Regions from separate parts of the Mus musculus genome. Here region 2 is linked to region 1. Evidence: chromatin contacts called from public Micro-C data. All regions are on one chromosome and are shown on one strand. The core of a region is the stretch at or near the end of the contact, and the rest is flanking DNA. Distances in the headings are between cores, read along the strand shown.

Region 1 (5,994 bases), core at 2,054-4,553:
ATATATTATGCAAAATAGAAAAACATAATAAAATGCAAAAAGCTTAATGTAGGCATCTGGCATCAAAACATCTCACTCCTCCTGAATTCCAGTAACGGGTTGACTTTTAGTTTCCTTTCCTTTCACGGACAATTAAGTTTTAACCAAGTACATGGCGGAAATGTCAATACTGGGCACAGTTTAACTGGAAGAGTCACCAGTGCTGCCTTTGATTAGATTCTTGTACAGTGCGCCCAGAATAGATATTCAATCTAAAGAGTGATAATATCTTTAATGCACCATTTATTATGGATTAACTAACAATCTGTTTATACTCAGTCATATCAATTGAGATAATCAAGTTCTAAGAGACAGAAAAATTGTGGCTTTTTTTTTCCTGGCCAAGAATAAGAGAATGTACTAGAATATTCTAGCATGTGCTAGAATAGCAGCTTTGGATATAGAGTTTGACTTTTATAACCTGGCCACCAGAGTCAGCTGATTTTGCTTTTTAGAATAGGTGTGCCTAATAAAACCTGATACATTCAGGATGACAGGATGGAAGGGCTTTCTGAAGTTAAAGGAGGAGGGCTAACAGCAGAAGGGTCTCAAGTGACTCCCATTAACTGTATCACCTCTAGGAAGGCACTGCTGCTCACTCTGAGCATTGGTGAGTAGCTGGAATAACAGGGACAACCTGTAAAGACTTACCAGATGGAGAGAATCGAAGTAGGGCATCAGTGCTTTCTTCTATGTAAGAAAAAGAAATGACCAGAGGCAGCAAATATGTGAAGACAACACCACCCCAAGAGGTAAAGCTCTAAAACTTTATGTGTATATCAAAGTGCGGTTTTTGATCACTGGATCTGTGTCTCCTAAGGACCAAAATTATTGCATATATTCTAGAGGGAATAAGATGTCTGTCTCCCACGGTTTACTTGAGTCTTTGAATAGTCTCCACTGAGATGCCACACTTCTCAAAGCCTGAGCAGTTCAGCAAGATAAATCAACTTCACTGACCACAAACTACACAAGAGAATATGGAGAATTAGCCTATACACATAAAGGTGAAACAGAAAAAGGAGCAGGAGCAGGGGGGAGGAAGAGGAAGAGAAGGAGGAAAACAAGAACAAGAACAACAAGAACTAGAACCACAAGTACAAGGAGAACAACAACTATGATCATAGTCTCTATAGTTCACAAGTATCTAAAGTCATCAGTAAAGGTCTGCCTGAACCTGTGTAGACTTTTGTATGACCGTGGTCCACCTTCTCCTTTCCCCTCTACTCTTTTAGTCCCATCTTCTGATTTCCTTGCCTGAATCTTCACTTCTTCTGTTCTCTCCCCTTTCTTCTCTCCTTCACTTTATCCATTCTGCTGTTGTTTTTTTTCTTATTGCTTGTCTCCCTCTTACTTTCTCTGGAATCCTAGTTGACCAATGGGAATCAGGGTCCCCTCCTCTGGTTAGGTCTGTCAGCAGATGAGAACATATGCACCATGGATCATGCATGGAACTTGCTGAACATAGTCTAAGAGCTGAATCTTACAAATTAATGACATAAGAAAATAAATGATTTAATAAGCAAAAGTCATATTAAAGCCACCAAGGTACGTTTTCTCATTCAAAACAAGAATTAGGCTATTTTATTCCTGATGAAATGATAGTATGTGACCAAAACAGTCAAAGACAAAGGAAGGGCAAAGTTCCTTTTAATTAACTGAAGTTGTCTTTCAGATATAAATGCATACAGAAAGCCACTCTATGATGTATGTATTAATGATGATACAAGTGGTTGCATTTAAAACCCATAATCTGAGGATTGCCCTCTCTGGCTCTGTGAATACTGAAATATTATTTCTACAATTGGGTTCAATGCCCAACATACGTTAAATGGTGCAAGGTGGTATCATGTCTCTAATCCTCACAAAAGAGAAATAGCACATAGAGGATTAAAAGGTGAAGACCAACCTCAATAGGCCAGCCTGGATGGCATGAGATCCTTTCTAGGCAAAGTAAACATACAGTACTAGTTACTGTAACACCTTCTTCCAATACTTGCTATTTTTTTTCCTTCAACTTTCTGAAAAGCTACTGTTCTTGAGAAGGAACAAGAAAGAGCTGTATATGCAGGTTCATAATGCTGGCTCCATTAACCACTCTACTCTATAAGCACAATGAAGTTAGACTTTCTCCAAAGCACCCCTTTGGCTTCTTGGGGTGTATATGGCCCCCGAGGGCTTTGTTTTAGTTCTGGTCTTGTGACTCACAGGTTCAACATGACATTCTCCTTATTCTGCTCCTGTCTTTGCTGTTTACAGAACAGCAATGAACACCTCTCCTGTTCCCAGCCTGAGTTAGCTCCAAGAATCTCATACTCTTCTTTATCTGTTCTTGGCTGACACATGGATTATCTCTTGTGTCAGCTGCAGTTGCCAGTGTGCCTTGGCAATGTGAACTAAGCTGAATTCATATGACTCTGAGAATAGAGTTGGCTTGAACTCCCTATTACCAAGGTTGCATCACAATCCAGTATATTCATACGCCTGAATGATCTGAGCACTGTTGAAGAATCAAATCCCATTTCCTTGTAATATACTGGCCTTCTATCCAGTCTCCACTTCTATCTATAAAACCACGTGTAGAAACACATGTTCACATAAACGTATATTGGTTTTGATTAAATGTTTATTCAACCGCCACCGTGTCTTATAGCTACCTATCATTCAGAAAAGAAAATGATTTCACAATTGTAAAGTGCTACCTGGTAGGTTGTCTCTATGCCTTTTCTTCAATGTTCCTTAATTTGTCACAGAAGAGTTTTGACTGAAAACTTTAAAATGTTTATTTAATTTTAAAAGCAGTCTAAATAAAACCATTTTGAATAATTTAAAGCATGTTTGGCATAAGAATGACACAAATAGGCATTAAAAAAAAATAACCCTCAGGCACCTGCATATGACCTCAACTATGCTATTTTTCCCTCCTTGCATTTATGACTTCTATCAGCATTTCCCAGATTTTCCTCTTCCTGTAAACATGAGCTGCCAGACCATTTAAGGAAGTTAACTCAGAGCTGACTCTCCCAGGATCCTTGTTTTCAGAAGAAAAAGGCAAATCCTTTGCCCTAGTTGCCCCTGCCCCCACTCCACTCCACCCCACTCCACCCCACCCCACCCCGCATACCAAATCCAAATAGCTCTTGGGACAGGACAAACCCACTGTAAGAAGTAAACACTTAACAGGAAGTCTCACATAGCAACAGTCTCCAGGCACTAGAGGCATGAGTCATGCTGAGCACGCGGACCACAGCGCCTCTCCAGGGTTTACCAAGCTCTGACTCAAGAGTGGAGTCCAATTACAGAGACATTTCACAGGGCTCAGCACACTGGTGATGTCAGCTGATCCAGTTACAGTTGGGGGATCAGCAGGATTCAAACAAGAGGAGTGTTCATTCAGAGTTCCAGTCAGAGATTCCAGAGGCCCTGCCAAGTAAATGGAGGTTGCAATGAAAAAGCCACCTATAATAGAAAGTACTGGAAGTCCCGCTTAGCTGTTGCCTCAGGAGCAAACGGATCCCTGTCATTATGCGATTTGTCACTTCAGGGTAGTGTAGGGAACACCAGACTAGGTTTCACTGACTTCTTGGCTTTCTTGACATCTATGTGTTAAAAGATCTGCTGGAGGAAAGGGTCTATTTTTACTCATCATTGCTTCTCCATCTGTTTGCTATTTTCTATAAACAGAGATTAGCGTCCTGCGCGTGAGCCTATTTTAATCAGCGAACTAGCAGAGCCAAAGAGTAACAGGACGATATGAACATTCTGTTTCACAACAGAGCTTGCAATTCCTGAAGGACCTTCAAGCTATTCAAAAGAGGACAGCTTTAAAAACAATAACCGTGAAGGAGCATTACATCAACTTTAATGAATACATTTAATGAGTAATACATATATATCAAGCACAAATATATATATATATATATATATATATATATATATATATATGTGTGTGTGTGTGTGTGTGTGTGTGTGTGTGTGTGTGTGTATGTGTATACACATGCACAGACACACACACATATACACACACACAATCTTAGGAAAAATATTCTCAAAAAATTCTTACCATACTTTTTTGTTCTGTTCTCTTTCTATATGCTTTAAGAGCAATTTATGAATAAAAGCCCACAATAATACTGTGCTGAACACAGACTGATCTCACATTCTTAAATAAAGATACTTGTGTTATGTGTTCTTAAGATGTCCATACAAAAACCCAGAAGAAAAGGTATCTCAAAGTAGAAGGATTGCTGAAAGGGAAATACAAAGTCTTGTGGAAAGTACATAAAAATTGCTGAAATGTAACAACTGGCACTGTGGGTAAAGTGAAGTGACTTTTGCAGAAACATCTTCACCACCACACACATGAGTGAGCATCTAGAACCCTGCTAAATCATCATCTTTCTAATGGATGAGTGTGTAATGTGTAACTGGTGGGTTTTGTTAAGAACATAAGAAACGAATGTTGTTCTCTCTTGCGTAAGTGATGTCCTGTGTCTAGAAATGTCAGTGTTTAGCCTTAAGTGCTAAAGCTCTGTTTCTTTTTTTTATAATTAGGTATTTTCCTCGTTTACATTTTCAATGCTATCCCAAAGGTCCCCCATACCCACCCCCCCAATCCCCTACCCACCCACTCCCCCTTTTTGGCCCTGGCGTTCCCCTGTACTGGGGCATATAAAGTTTGCAAGTCCAATGGGCCTCTATTTGCAGTGGTGGCCGACTAGGCCATCTTTTGATACATATGCAGCTAAAGACAAGAGCTCCCGGGTACTGGTTAGTTCATATTGTTGTTCCACCTATAGGGTTGCAGTTCCCTTTAGCTCCTTGGGTAATTTCTCTAGCTCCTCCATTGGGGGCCGTGGGACCCATCCAATAGCTGACTGTGATCATCCACTTCTGTGTTTGCTAGACCCCGGCATAGTCTCACAAGAGAGAGCTATATCTGGGTCCTTTCAGCAAAATCTTGCTAGTGTATGCAATGGTGTCAGCGTTTGGAAGCTGATTATGGGATGGATCCCTGCATATGGCAATCACTAGATGGTCCATCCTTTCGTCACAGCTCCAAATTTTGTCTCTGTAACTCCTTCCATGGGTGTTTTGTTCCCATTTCTAAGAAAGGGTAAAGTGTCCACACTTTGGTCTTCGTTCTTCTTGAATTTCATTTGTTTGGCAAGTTGTATCTTATATCTTGGGTATCCTAAGTTTCTGGGCTAATATCCACTTATCAGTGAGTACATATTGTGTGAGTTCCTTTGTGATTGGGTTACTTCACTCAGGATGATACCCTCCAGGTCCATCCATTTGCCTAGGAATTTCATAAATTCATTTTTTTAAATAGCTGAGTAGTACTCCATTGTGTAAATGTACCACATTTTCTGTATCCATTCCTCTGTTGAGGGGCATCTGGGTTCTTTCCAGCTTCTGGCTATTATAAACAAGGCTGCTATGAACATAGTGGAGCATGTGTTCTTCTTACCGGTTGGGACATCTTCTGGATATATTCCCAGGAGAGGTATTGCGGGATCCTCCGGTAGTACTATGTCCAATTTTCTGAGGAACCGCCAGACTGATTTCCAGAGTGGTTGTACAAGTAAAGCTCTGTTTCTGTTTCACAAGCTTATTACTTTGTCTCAGTCATTTTTCATATCTTATTTTTCTTTTTAAAATTAGCTTACAAGGGAATAGGATCACATATGGGGACTTTGTAAGTATGCCATTTAGGTTGATTCTCCCTCCACACTCCTCCCTCATTTCCCTCTTCCCCATTTCTGATCTACAAGCTGACCTCTATCTCAGTAACATACAGTCTTCAGAATTATAGATTTACAAGGGTTTTTTTTTAAGATTTTATTTTAAGGTTTTTTAAAGAGTCTTTACCATTTTAACCATTTTTAGGTTTAATGCAAGTTTAATTAAAAAAAAACCACCAGGATTATTTTTTCATTGGTAAATAAATTC
Region 2 (5,994 bases), core at 1,863-4,362, 240 kb before region 1:
TTACTGGCTATGTGCAGCCTTTTTCACTCTGATTTTGCATCAGGGGTTCTTCATTTGTGAAGAGTTTTCTTCTCTTCTCTGCATGCCATTCAGAAAGCGCCATTTTCTTCTTAGAGTCCGTCCTCAAAGTGATATTTCAACAACAATGTGCCTTCATCTTCTTTATTCCTTTTTTCAGTAATGGCTTTTTGGACCCTAGCTATTATAGAACTTCAATTTCACATAATACAGTATTCAAAAGGTATTTAGCCATGCAAATAAAGGAATTTACCATCCTATAAAATAAATTTATATCCAAAGAAATAACAGAAAAAGCTGTCTCTGACTATCTGGTAAATTTCCGAGGTCATCCAGATTGCCTTCTTTAAAAACCTAGAAGCCTTAGGGTGGAGAGATAGCTCACTTGGTAATGTTCTTGCCTTGCTGTCATAAACTATATTGAGTGTTTTGATACATGCTTGCAATTATAAGATTGGATAGGGAAATGCGGTCTAGACAATGTGATATGTACTAGAGAAATGAGAGACCTTGTCTTAAGAAAATTAGACACCACTGGGGAACACTTGTATTTGGTTCTTTTTGCCATCAAAATCCATGTACCCACTGGGGCATGTGGACCTTCCACACATGCAGTTGTGTATACACAAACATTCACACTTATAGACAATTACACAGAGTAGAAACCTGTTTGTAGGAGAATCGATTTTTATTGCATTAAAGCAACACAGGAAGTATTCCATGTCATTTGGGGCTTTGCTGCTTCTGACAGGAGTAAAGTGTATAAACTAGCCACCACAATGCAGGGAAAAAGCAGAGGATTAAAAGAATAATTTTAAATGAATATGATAAGACATGAATTTCAAAGCTACTAGAGATGAAAACAGTGCAGAGCATTAAAGATACAGGGTGTCACATAAATAGCAGCAGAACTTTTAGAGCTAGGACTTATTTAGTTTGTGAGTGAGTATGTGTGTGTGTGCCTCTGTCTGTGTGTGCTGTGCCTGTGTGTATGGCTGTGTGAATGTGTGTACATGTCTATGTGTGTGCATATGCTGTGCCTCTGTGTTTGTATATATGGTGTGCATATGTACATGTGTGTATATGCATGTGTACATGAATGTCTTTATGTTATAGTAATAAGGTAATAAGTAGCTGGTAAGAAGCCACTTGTCTGCTGCTGTGATGGTAATTCTCTTTGTCTATTAAAACCAAATCAGGAGCACTGATGAGAAAATGTAGTGGTCTTAGTCAGGGTTTCTATTCCTGCACAAATATAATGACCAAGAAGCAGTTGTGGAGGAAACAGATTATTCAGCTTACAATTCCACACTGCTGTTCATCACTAAAAGAAGTCAGGACTGGAACTCAAGCAGGTCAGGGAGCAGGAGCTGATGCAGAGGCCATGGAGGGATGTTCTTTACTGGCTTGCTTCCCCTGGCTTGCTCACCAAGACTATAGAACCAAGACTACCAGCCCAGAGATGGCACCACCCACAAGGGAACCTCCCTCCTTGATCACTAATTGAGAAAATGCCTTGCAGCTGGATCTCTTGGAGGCATTTCCCCAACTGAAGCTTCTTTCTCTGTGATAGCTCCAGACTGTGTCAAGTTGACACAAAACTAGCCAGTACAAACTGCAATATTCTGTCCAAGTTGAAAGAAGTTTTCACTGTTTTCCTTTTCTTTACTCATTTTAGGTTAGCACCTCTGCTATTCTCTACTCCTGCATTAGTGGCCGGCTAGGAAGATGGGGAAAATTTGGAGACATAGCATCAAAAAGGAACAGTCTCTGGAGTCTATTTGAAAACTCTCACCAGCTAGGAATAAAAAATGTTAATACAGTAACAACTGCTGCAATGGTTTCATATTAACAAAAAACTCCTTTTATATGAGGTATGTTTAAATAAGGGTAAGCCAAGTAAATGGCCCATGTTCATGTTACCCCAGTAGTAGTGTCTTACTCCATTCCTAGATTCTTCATGGGACTCTCACAGACAAGACAATTAACTCCATTCTACAGTGAAGACCTTCCTGCCTTCCTATATGTCTGTGGTCCAGAGTCTGACAAATATACCTGGAGACTCAGAAGAATTTCAGCCAGGCCCAATTCTACCTGGGCACTACATTAATATTCATCAAATAGACTCCCTCCTAAGGAGTTGTCTGCAGATAATTCTGCAGATATTAGTCATTTCCTGAATACTATATATATGTAGCTATGTGTTTATACATGCTGCTTTACCCTGTTAATGAAATGAAAAATCAACAACAAATCATAAACCAAAAGCAAAATAGCATCTGAAAAAACAGTAATATCTTAGAAGCAACAACAGAGAGACCTTTGTTGTTACAATAATATTCAGTTACTGTCTTATATGATATTTCTATGTATCATTTTTCTGTATCTTTACATGCCTACTCCATATTTTTTAAATATGCTGCATATTCAGAGTGACAATGAAACTAGCTATTGAACTTTCTCCCTCTTTCATGTTAGAAGAGATTCTGGGAAAGAGATGCTTAAAATACAACCTTGGCATCCCATCTTGTCTTGGTTTAAGCTAACAAGAACATTTGACGTCCTATATCCTCATCATTACTAAAATACTTCCTAATGGTATATTAAGATGAGTACCTGCAGAATGTGCCATTATAAGGTAATTCCAAGCATTGTCTATTATTGTGTCCATCAATGCATAAAGACTGATGAGCTTCTTGCACATCTGTCTCCAAGACACAGGCTTGAAGACCCTCATCTGGACAGTCAGACACTTAATGTCATGGAAAATCTAAAAGAACAAAGTTTTGTATACTACCTTAATATTGGGAAAGGTAGAACCTTATATTTGGTGGAAAATTTTTTTCATGGCAGTTCTTTTTATCTTTAAAACATGAGAGTTTACTGCATTCTCAAGGCTCTCAATAAAAACTTTAATGACCACCACACAGAGATAGTACCCACACATTGCATGAAGATTTTAAAAAATGGTCTCTTTAGAGATGTAGAAAGCCCAGCAAGAGATAGTAGCTCTCAACTCCATCTCAGGGTGTATCCAGTGGCCTTTGAAGTCATTATGAGTCACTTTTCTTGTATAAATAATGGATATGAACATATTTAGAAGCTGAAACAGCCTTCCTGTAATCCTTAAGATACATAAAACACAAGTAATTGCGTAAGACAATGCTATGTAGAAAGCCTTGAAACAGACCCTTTTATCACCAAGATAATATAAATCAGAAACTATTATCTCAGTGTAAATGACAAAAAAAGTCTCAGCCATCCCCTAAAAACATAAATATAGGGATGGTGGCTTTCAATAAACTCTTATGTAAACAACCCTTTTGGTTCATACACAAAGCAGATGGATTATGCTGGATTCTGACGAGTTCTCTTAGGTTTGTAAGTGATACCCATTTGTAGTTCTGTTCTGGATATGGTGGTCTCATAGATTAGGATCTTCTGTGATCTTAGTAACTGGAAAAAATAAGTAAATTCTTATTAGGGGTACATACCCTTTCAGAGTACAGATCATGCAGTACTGATTCTTGTTCCCAGGCTTGAGTTACTTTTCCTATTTTCTGTCACAATACAGTCTAAAGGGGACATGCTTGTGTGGCTATTCAGTGAAGAGTGAAAATTTCACAATAAAACAAAACAAAACAACAACGATAACAAAGAGAAAAACATCCTGATAATATGACTTGAGAAAAAGGAAGTAGCAAGGACTGCAAATGCTCCAGTTGTAAGACAACAAGCCTACTTAGGATGGAGAAATGGAAGCTACTGATTTAAGATCCTCAAGGCATGCTATGACATATGCTTCAAGGTCAGTGAGAAATTATTATTTTTTACTTCCTGTTTCAAAGTAAGAAGCAAAGGAAGAGCTCTTTATGTTTAGAGTCAATAGTCTGAACCCAGAAACACTATATCAACTTACTGATCATGTGACTATCTTCTAAAAGTTTCCATTTTGTCAAGGACCTGAAACAGACTCGTGGGACTCTGCTGTATCTGGTTGCATAAAATTTAAGCAATATTCTTAAACTCTCCTGGAAATGTTGTGGATTATCCAATAAGTACAAACTCCTTTCAAGGTCATCAGAATGAGTTTATTTCTTCTTACAAAAGGAAAACAGAACAAAAATTAGTTCCTTTCATGCCTTTTAGAATATTTACATGATAAATTATGGTGAGCACTGGGAGATTTATATTTTAAGAAAACAAGACAGAGTGCAGGTCATATTTATGTTTCTAGAAACACACACACCACAAAAATTAATCACCATGAACTTGAAAGAGAACAAAGATGAGTGTTTGGGAAGATCTAAAGGAAGGAAAGAGAAGAAGGACGTGATGTAATTAACTTATATCAGAGAGATTATAAATAAAAGAAAGGATATACAGCAGTTAGAAACATAAAATTAAATATTTTTCAATCTTATAAAAGATATTATCTACCTGTGTATTCTTCATATAACATCTCCAGAAAAGTTCATTATTTTGCTGGTGGTAGCATGAGCTCTCCAGGTTTACATAAGTATGACGACTACAACCAGGTCTCTTTGCCCTTCCCAGGCTTCTCCTTCCCTTGTTTACCTTTCCCAATGCACAGCACAGGAACCTGACTCTTCTTGGTTTTATTAACCTCATTGGACTATATTCCAGAGGAAGATTCTTTCTCTTGTGTCTGAAATAATGGTCTTACAAGTTTCTGCATGGTTATTGAGCTTTTTAATAGACTAAATGTACAAAATGATGAAGGACTTTAAAATTTTCACAGTAATGATAACTGGGTCAAGGATATATCAAGGAGTTCATCAGAAGAGTTTGTTAATTAGCATTTTTCCAATGTAGATGTTGCAACTGATTAATATCCACACACAAAGGGTACATGAAGTTTAAAAATCAATGGCCCCATTGACAGCATTGTCTCTTCTGAATCAATTGGGTTGAAGATTTATCAGAACTCTTACATTACTAATTATCATGCAAAGAGTTCTGAACACCAGTGTACCTTAGTAATATGTACAGAGTGAAGCAGCCAGAAACTCCCCAGGAAGCTTTCTGTGAATTTATTTATATTGGCACATAAATCTTCCTGTTCAAATTGAAATAGTGTGCTGCTTAATATTAGCTTTAAATAGAAAAAGCAATTAGTCCACTAGAAGAACTAATTGGTAGAAAATGGTCAGCTTTAAACGCAAACCCATTTCAAAATAACAATCATGAATGCCATTTCAGAGTCTAAGCAAAGGGTTTTGAAAGTACTGAGCTGTGCATACTTTCATGATTGTTCACTAACTATGACACAGAAAGATGGTGAATTAAAAAAAAAACAAGAAAATAGTAAAAGTAGCTGTTTCTCTTTATTTTTATAAATGTAATTTTATTATGGAAAACACTATTAGGACTGTGACTATTTTGATTAGTGTATTTATTTAACAGCCACGTTGTTCTAGGCACGCATGCTAATTCATAGAAGCTTCCTAAGTAATTTAATCTTAACTAGCATAATGTTATTTTAAGAGCAAAAGAATGATATATATAGATATAGATATATAGATATAGATATACAGATATAGATATTCTTTTTCTTTCTTCAATCTCATTACACATTCACCTTTTTATTATTTGAAAGAAAAAAATACCAGTGTTTACTTCTTAAAAGTAAAAGAAACAATTACGTCAAATACTCCATTATGTTTTGTGGGGTAGAGACTGAGTTCAACATGTTCAAGTGCTTACCCTGCACCACACATGGTCAAAACTGGGACAATGTAAAGAATTTACTGAACTTCTCTTTTACAAATGAATGCAAAGTGTGGTGACACATTTGTGAACCTGCTGACTAGAGACAGTTCCGACTAGCCATTGTGACAAGCTGGAGAGGCCTTAGGAACACACCATAAAATAGATGATTCACTCTACCTCCTTGCCCAAGGATACTGTTTAATTGTAGATAAAATAAACAGTTGGCTTAACTGGTAAGTTAAA

What was found. A called contact is a pair of places that touch in the nucleus more often than the background predicts.
Region 2: a contact with region 1 is called in a Micro-C map of granulosa cells, with 2.6 times the contacts expected there. The contact joins two enhancer-like sites. A contact is called at or near these places in 3 of 484 Hi-C or Micro-C datasets (the C2C12 cell line, embryonic fibroblasts and granulosa cells) and 1 of 115 datasets of contacts at active chromatin or transcription factors (embryonic stem cells).

The regions. Positions count from the first base shown.
Region 1 is chr13:4,768,935-4,774,928 of GRCm38.p6, reverse strand. No RefSeq gene overlaps it. Among named protein-coding and RNA genes, the nearest start is that of Gm40658, 46 kb to the right of the region's middle. Within about 2 kb of position 3,303, at least 305 of the 459 cell types and tissues checked have an H3K27ac peak or open chromatin away from gene starts, as enhancers often do. A contact at or near this core is called in granulosa cells, where this site is marked.
Region 2 is chr13:5,005,684-5,011,677 of GRCm38.p6, reverse strand. No RefSeq gene overlaps it. Among named protein-coding and RNA genes, the nearest start is that of Gm24790, 180 kb to the left of the region's middle. Within about 2 kb of position 3,112, at least 6 of the 459 cell types and tissues checked have an H3K27ac peak or open chromatin away from gene starts, as enhancers often do. A contact at or near this core is called in granulosa cells, where this site is marked.